Linked DNA regions of Mus musculus: region 1 is linked to region 2. A link is a contact called in public promoter capture Hi-C data. All regions are on one chromosome and are shown on one strand. Each heading gives the region's core, a stretch centred on a gene start, on an enhancer-like site or on the middle of the called end of the contact. The rest is flanking DNA. Distances are from core to core; before and after follow the strand shown. Region 1 holds the start of Zmym3 (zinc finger, MYM-type 3). Region 2 holds the start of Nlgn3 (neuroligin 3).

Region 1 (3,484 bases), core at 795-3,294, 120 kb before region 2:
TCTCACCCAAAACCAACTAATCAAAGATTTGGGGTGTGTGTGGGTGCGGATAGAGTTTTAGTTTCATAGTAAAATTATGTAGACAGAGCTTTCCTGTATATCCATGTCCCCACACACTCATGGCCTTGCCTATTATCAACATCCAGGACAAGATAGGTACATTTGTTTCAATCCATGAATGGGCAGGGATGTATCATTACTAACCAAAGTCCGTAGTTTATATTAGCACTTACTCTTAGTAGTTTACATTGTATTTGAATAATGTGTCTACCATTATAATATCATGCAGAGTGATAGTACTATTGTAAAATCCTGTGCTCCTTGTTATTAGTTTAAAAAACATACTTATTATTTCGTGTGCCTGTGTATGCATGCATGCTACATCACAGGTGTGCTGGTCAGAGGACAACTTGCAGGCCTAGGTTCTCTCCTATTATCTGGGTCCTTAGACTTGGCAGCAAAGGCCTTTCCCTGCTGCACGTCTCACTGCCCCTAGTTGTTGTTTAGTGTGACTGAAGTTTTGTTTTAGTTTGCATTTGTTCTTTTGAAACAGGGTCTTGCTATGTAGTCCAGGCTGTCTTCACACCACAGGGAATCCTCTCGCCTCAGGTTCCCTGCACACCACCACACCCAGTTTTTGGTTTTGAGACAGGTGTTTCACTATGTAGCCCAGGCTTTTCTCATGGTCATAATCCTGATACAGCCTTCTAAGTGCTGGAATACCAGACCACCGTGCCAGAGCAGAAGTCACCCCTCCCTCTTAGATGCTCTTCACTCCACTTGAAAATTCGTGATCTGCCACCAAATTAGACATTCTACCCCCAGAACAGCCAGGGGGCCAGGAAGAAACAGAAAATACAAAGAAACAGTAGAAACAGAAAGAGGCAGAAAGTGGGAGATGGCTACAGAGCATACTGATTAAGACACAGAAAGCCGGGTTTAGGCAATCTACACCGGAAAAAAATTACATTTATCTCTGATGTAGGAGAGAGCAAAGACAACCTCAAGGCTGAGGGGGGGTAGGCGGAAGGGAAAACAAGGCTTCTGTTAAAATATGGGTAAAATTCCCAAGGACAAGGGTGGGCAGGCTTTCTATGGGAAGGAGGAAAGGTCAGAAGCACATTAGAGGAGCAATGGACAACACTGGACGCTTCTTGCCTGAGTTTCTAGTATCTAAGTCCGGTAAGTGCTGTGCAGCCCTTAGAACTATCCTGGGAATGTGGAGAGAGGGATTGTGAAGTGTTCTGTCATGAGGCCTGAGAATGAACACTGCCACCTATTCTTTTAAGGCAGTAGACCTAGTATTAGTGACCCCTACCCCTACCCTACTTCTCAAGCCTTAATCACAGCCACGCCCACCATCTAGTACGATCCCTGGAGGCTGTGTTTGAGTGCTCTCAGGAGGCAGAGACGCAAAGAGACTGTGAGGGAGAGACCTACAAGAACAGAAAAAGAGGGAAAAGGGAAGGACAGTGTTTGTGTGTGTCTGTGTGTGTGTGTGCAAGTGGATGGGTGGGTGGGGGGCTTCTGATGACCAAAACTATTCAAGAGAAAATTCAAGCTCCTACAGGAGGATTCAGTGCAATGATCCCAGAACTTAACCGAAGGCCATGGAGGGAGACGGGGGTGTAGCCTTGCAGAACCTGCTTTGGGGGGGGGGGTCACCAGGCAGTAACCGTTACTGCATAGGCGTTGTCACTAAGCCAGAACCATTTAACTGGCAAGGGTAAGCTTAAGACACCCCATAACTACGACTCTTAGACAGGTTGGAAGTGGGGGCTGAGGTTGCAGACAAGGGGAGGAGGGGCACTTGAGGGTTGGGTCTTTGCCTCCCCCATTCTCCGCTGTCACTACCCCAACAGTCGCCCGGGGGGCCGGGCCCCGGAGAGGTGGGGATGGGGGAGGGTAATCTTGGCAGGCGTCTGCTGCATGGCGTAGGTAGGGAGTGCTGAGGGGGGACGCTGGGGGGAACACGAGTGGGAAGCGGAGAGCCACGGGGAGGGGGAGGGGACCGGGAACCATTTGAATGAGAGGAGGGGATCACGGGTAGAGTGGGCTCTGGAGATAGGGCGGGCACGGGTGTGACGGGGCCAGGCTCTTGAGCCAGGTAAGGAAAGCAGGTGCGTAGATGTGGGGTTTTTCTTCCTTTTTTTGTGTATTTAGTGTACTAGGCCCTTCGGTGGAGAGGGGGCGCCGCCTTCCCCGGGGGCGGGCTCCAAAGCTCCAGAGGCTATCTTTTCCTCAACTAACGGGGCCCCGGGCGGGGGCTCACGCTCCATCCCCAGTGACGGCACTCCACTCCGCAATTTCCAGGCGGCCACTGGGCTGGGAGTCTCGCGCCGGGGGCCGGCGCTGTCTCGCGAGCCCCCTCCTCCAGCCAGCCAATGGGATTGGTCGCTGGCACCGCCCGCCTGCCTGGTGCAGAGCGCTCAGCGCTGCAAGCGGCGCTGCCATTTAAAGGGGCCGCGACCCCTGTCCCGGCTGCTAGGGAGGGAGGTGGAGAAGGAGCGCGGGGCCGTTGCTGTCTGCAGTTCTAGGCTTGTAGCGGTTACTCTAACCCTGCCTCAGGTAGGGGTCGGGTCTGTTCAAGCCGAACCGAACCTGCAGGCGGGATCTCGCAGTAGCCGGGAGGGGGGTTTGAGCAGGAATCGTAGCTCCAAAATGTCTTCCTGTAAATGCCTGAGGTGGGGGGTGGGCAACAGGAGAAGGGAAGGACTAGGGGTGCAGTAGGAAAGGGGGGACGGGGCTGAGGAAGTGGTCCACCCTGAAAGGTAACCGAGTGGGGGGGAGACGGTTAGGAAGAGCAGTTTGTGGGGGCGGGGAAGGGCTGAGAGAGGACGGGCTCCGCGGGGAGGGGCGCTGGGGCTGGAGAGGATGGGGAGAGACTGGAGACCTGGGGGGCTTTTGGGGGGGAGTGAGAAGGGACCAGGGGCTGAGGTCGCCGGAGCGGGAAAGGTTTCTGGCTGCGGCAGGCACGGGAAAATGTGAGGGGGCGTTGAGTCTGAGGTGGGGGGTGTGTGAGAGGTAGGGAGGAAGGAGCTACGAGTCTCCGTGGGGGGTGTCGGGCGGGTTAGAGACCAACTGCCTGGCGAGTGTGGGCACGGGGCCAGGGCAGGGAACGCCACTCCCCACAGAGGGCGCTGTATTGGGGGGGGAGTGGACATTGAGCCTGAAGCCTGTGGAAATGCCTATCGGCTGTGGGGGGCGGCTGCTAATGAGAAATCCAAGTGGATGACGGACGGGGTGTGTCCCACAGCCGACATAAGAAATTCAGGCTAAGACCACCTCTACTGCCCCCTCTTCCGATCTGCAGCCCATACCCAGCCATGGACCCCAGTGATTTCCCCAGTCCATTTGACCCATTGACCCTGCCAGAGAAGCCCCTGGCTGGAGACCTTCCAGTAGACATGGAATTTGGAGAGGATCTGCTGGAATCTCAGACTGCCCCAAGTCGAGGATGGGCTCCCCCAGGTCCGTCTCCATC
Region 2 (3,633 bases), core at 740-3,239:
AAATAAACAACAGTGTATAGGGACATACATTCATAAAGACTCAAAGAAGGAGTAAGAGACCAAGGTAAGATCACAGACACTGCAATATTCACTGGCAGAGACATATATTCCAAACCCACAGAGATTCCCTCATTTAGTCCCACATTCCAAGACAGACCGCCTCACACAGCCAGAGCCACACACACACAGAGACCTACTGAAACAAAATCACACATACCCGCATAGGTAAATATCCAGACACAAGTGGCATAATGGTGACACATAGGTGGAGACAGAAACAGAAATAGCAACACGCTCAGACACACACAGGCCTTCTGACACAGTTACAGTCAACACATATACACGGGCACACAGACATGTGTGTCCCACATGGATACACAAACACTTAATGTGCACACATGCACACATTTGTGTGTATGCACGCACGCGTGCACACACACACACACACACAGTCACATTTAGTTTTCCCCCATTTCTCCCGCCTTCCGAGATTTCAGGCCTGTTCCTTTAAGAAGTGGCTGAAGGGGTGGGGGAGGGAGATTGGGACCGACCAGCAATCGGCAATCGGCCACCATGGGAGGGGAATGAGAATGTGTGTGTGTGTGTGTGTGTGTGTGTGAAAGAGAGACAGAGAAAGACAGAGACAGGGAGGGAGAGACAGAGAGAGACAGAGACAGAGAAGGAGGGAGAGACAAGAGACAGAGAAAGATGGGGAGGAAAGCAGGCAGGCGGGTAAAGTGACTAAAGGGATGGGGGCTTAGAGGAAATGGGGAGCAAAGTATGGGGTGGGGAGATCCCAGACACTGCCCAGAATGCACCCGGGTGGAGAGGTGGAGGGGAAGGGGAAGGGGAAAGAAGGGGTAGGAGTAGGGAGGTGGGGCAGGAGGGAGTGGGTGGGTGTGTATATGGGGGGGGGGTTAGTCCGCAGCTGAGTTCACACAATCCCCCCATTCACCGTCTCCATGGCAACTCTGGGGCACAGACCGCTCATTCACACAGCTTCCCCGCCAGCACCCCCCCATTAACCCCCTCGATGCTGCCCCCACCTCACAAATTCCATTAACCCTTTCTAGAGGCCTTCCTCTCCCGTAACCCTTCCGCGCCAAATGCCAAATTCCCCTGTTGAGTCAATTCGCTGCAGCCCCTCCCTCTGGTGAACACCTAGACAAACCAACCGACCCCCAAATGCCCTCTGTACCCTAGGACCCACTGTGAGTTAGTTCCCAAGGCCAAGATCTCCATTCTGGTCCAACTTGCAATTTGGGAGAAGACAAGGGAGGCAGCAATGCTGGGATGAGAATGGCATCTAAGGGGACTTTGGGGGCTGGAGCAGTCTTGGGCAAGGGGCATTGTGCTGGAATGGATCAGTGTTGAGAACTGCAGTATTGGGGGCTATGTGGGTTTGGAACGATATTAGAGGATGAAATTGCCTTAGAATGGGGAGGCTAGAATAAAGGCCTCCATTGGGTGGGGGGGCTGCAGAGAGTGGGGGAGGGAACCTGGCTGTAAGATGCTATGATGGAAGGGGTGTGGGGGTGCACTGCAGGAGAGAGGGTATTGGCAATGTGCAATCCTTGAATGGGGCTGGGGGCTCTGGTTAGGGGTATTTTTTGGTGAGCATGCAGGCTGGATGATAGAAATAGAGAAACCATGGGCGGAAGGATGATAGGGATGCAGGATTTAGGGAGGAGGTAGAGGAGAGAAGCAAAGTGAGGGAGGGCCGGGAGGTCAGGGGTACCTATGGAGAACACGGGGTTGAGAAGGATGGGAGCCACTGGCCGGGGAGGTGGAGGGACCCGGGATTGGGAGGGGACAGGATTGGGAAAGGTATGGGCAGCTAGAGGATGAGAGACCGAAGCAGGCGGCCTCACCTGTTCCCTAGGCGGCTGCAAACGATTGAACCAGGCCACGGACCACCCATATCGCCTCCAGGCCAAGGGCTCCGCACCCGAATCTCCGAGATCAGCTCTCCGGCAGCCTGGCTGCTGTGCCCGCGCACCAAGGGGGCGCGCTGCGCGTGCCCGGACACGGGGTGGGGGGGGCGCGGTCCCTGGCATTAACTCCTTTTGTGCCAGTGATGGCTCAAGTCCTGGGGCATGGCCCAATCCCCCCACCACACACACACACACACACACACACACACACACACACACACACACACACACACCCACCACGTCAGGCAAGCTCTGCTCCTGTCCCCCACCCTCACATTCCAAGCTATCAGACAGGTAGGTGATTTTCCAGGAAAACAAATCCAAACTTTATCGGCAAAGCTTGAGACCTTGATACAGGGAGAAACTGAGGCACTGTATGGAGAAGATCCAGTTTCTTGCCACAAAGCCCTCATTTGGCAAGCATCACCTCTCCTTAGCACCAGCACCACCCAAGGTGCAATCACCAGTGGGGTCACTTTTCCCTCATCCTGTTACCTCCCAGAGGTCAATGTCATTCACTTCTGCTGCTTCTGTCAAGGTGGATTGGATTCAGTCTCAAAAGACCAGTTCTCGCCCCATTCTGGTTTCTACCCCCACCCCAATAGCTAATGTTTTTATCTAGTTTCTATATGTAATACACCTATCCACTTGACCTAGCACACATACACCATTAAATCCCTGCTGAACGTCCCTTATCCTAGCCAAACTTCTACCCCTTGGGCTGCTTCCAGGATAGAGCAAGTCAAGAAAAAAACTGCTTCAGTTGTGCTGGCTTTACCATACCTGGGAGCCCCGTTCCTTTCTCACGACTTGAGGAAGTCCTGTATGTAGATGGGCTTTGTGGGCTCAGAGATATTTTTAAAAATGACTTGGATATTCATCAGTTGGCACTCAAGCTTTTAAGGGCATAACTGACACCTCCCAGTGATAGGGTGTAATTATAGATTGGGGGTATACTCCAGTTATCACCCAACCTGGGGGTACCCTCCAGTTATCACCCAACCACCAGACTAATGTAGACTTCTTCTAGTCCTAGCTGAGCAGAAATTGTCATAAAGTAGCTGGGGCCCCCAGCGCAGCCTTGGATTGAGGGCCTAAGGCAAACAGACCACAGAGATGGTGAGACCAGCCCAGCCCTTGTTTCAAAAGTGACTCTGAAGGAAATTTTGGGTTGAGAGTGAGAAACAGTCACTCTGGGAAACTGCCAAGGTGGGTTGTATGAAAACATGGGGTTCCAGCAGGTCAGGGAGAAACAGGTGTGGCATCCTGCTTGTCTCTCTTCCTGCTAGAACTAGTCGGAACTTCTGTCACATCACATGCCATCTCATGCGCACAGACAGCAACTATTTAGAAATGTTCCCTTCAGAGAAGTTCTCTAGTTAGCTTGGTGTATTTGTGGGGACTACATGAGACGACACAATGACAGGCATTGTCTGGCATCTCTACCCTACTCTCATCTGGAGTGTTGTGGAAGGATGATGGGGTTGCACTGGTTTCTCTCCAGCCCAATGAGCCCCCCCTCTAGTGGCACATCCCCAGTGGGAAAAAGGCTGTCATGAAGCTGCACTGTTGAGTTGAGGACCAAGGGCTTGGAGCTCATTCGGGTTGCTTTCGAGCAGGGAACCAAGTGTAGCAGTGCAGCGAGAACTCAGAAATGCAAAGGCAGAGGGTGAGGAGGGAGACGATGCAGAAGGCATGA

Evidence for each region. Capture Hi-C pulls out chosen DNA fragments and counts their contacts.
Region 1: a promoter capture Hi-C map of adipose tissue shows a contact between it and region 2. The contact joins the promoter of Zmym3 here to the promoter of Nlgn3 in region 2. A contact is called at or near these places in 3 of 39 promoter capture datasets (the 3T3-L1 cell line, cranial neural crest and hippocampal neurons), 2 of 115 datasets of contacts at active chromatin or transcription factors (cardiomyocytes and forebrain) and 3 of 9 other capture datasets (adipose tissue, liver and pancreatic islet).

What each region holds. Positions count from the first base shown.
Region 1 is chrX:101,418,782-101,422,265 of GRCm38.p6, reverse strand. It overlaps Zmym3 (zinc finger, MYM-type 3), which reads left to right and starts at 2,044. Exons shown (of 25, transcript NM_019831.3): 1 at 2,044-2,120; 2 at 3,314-3,484. The coding sequence starts at 3,327.
Region 2 is chrX:101,297,535-101,301,167 of GRCm38.p6, reverse strand. It overlaps Nlgn3 (neuroligin 3), which reads right to left and starts at 1,989. Exons shown (of 7, transcript NM_172932.4): 1 at 1,872-1,989. Med12 (mediator complex subunit 12) reads right to left here. Exons shown (of 45, transcript NM_021521.2): 45 at 2,234-3,633.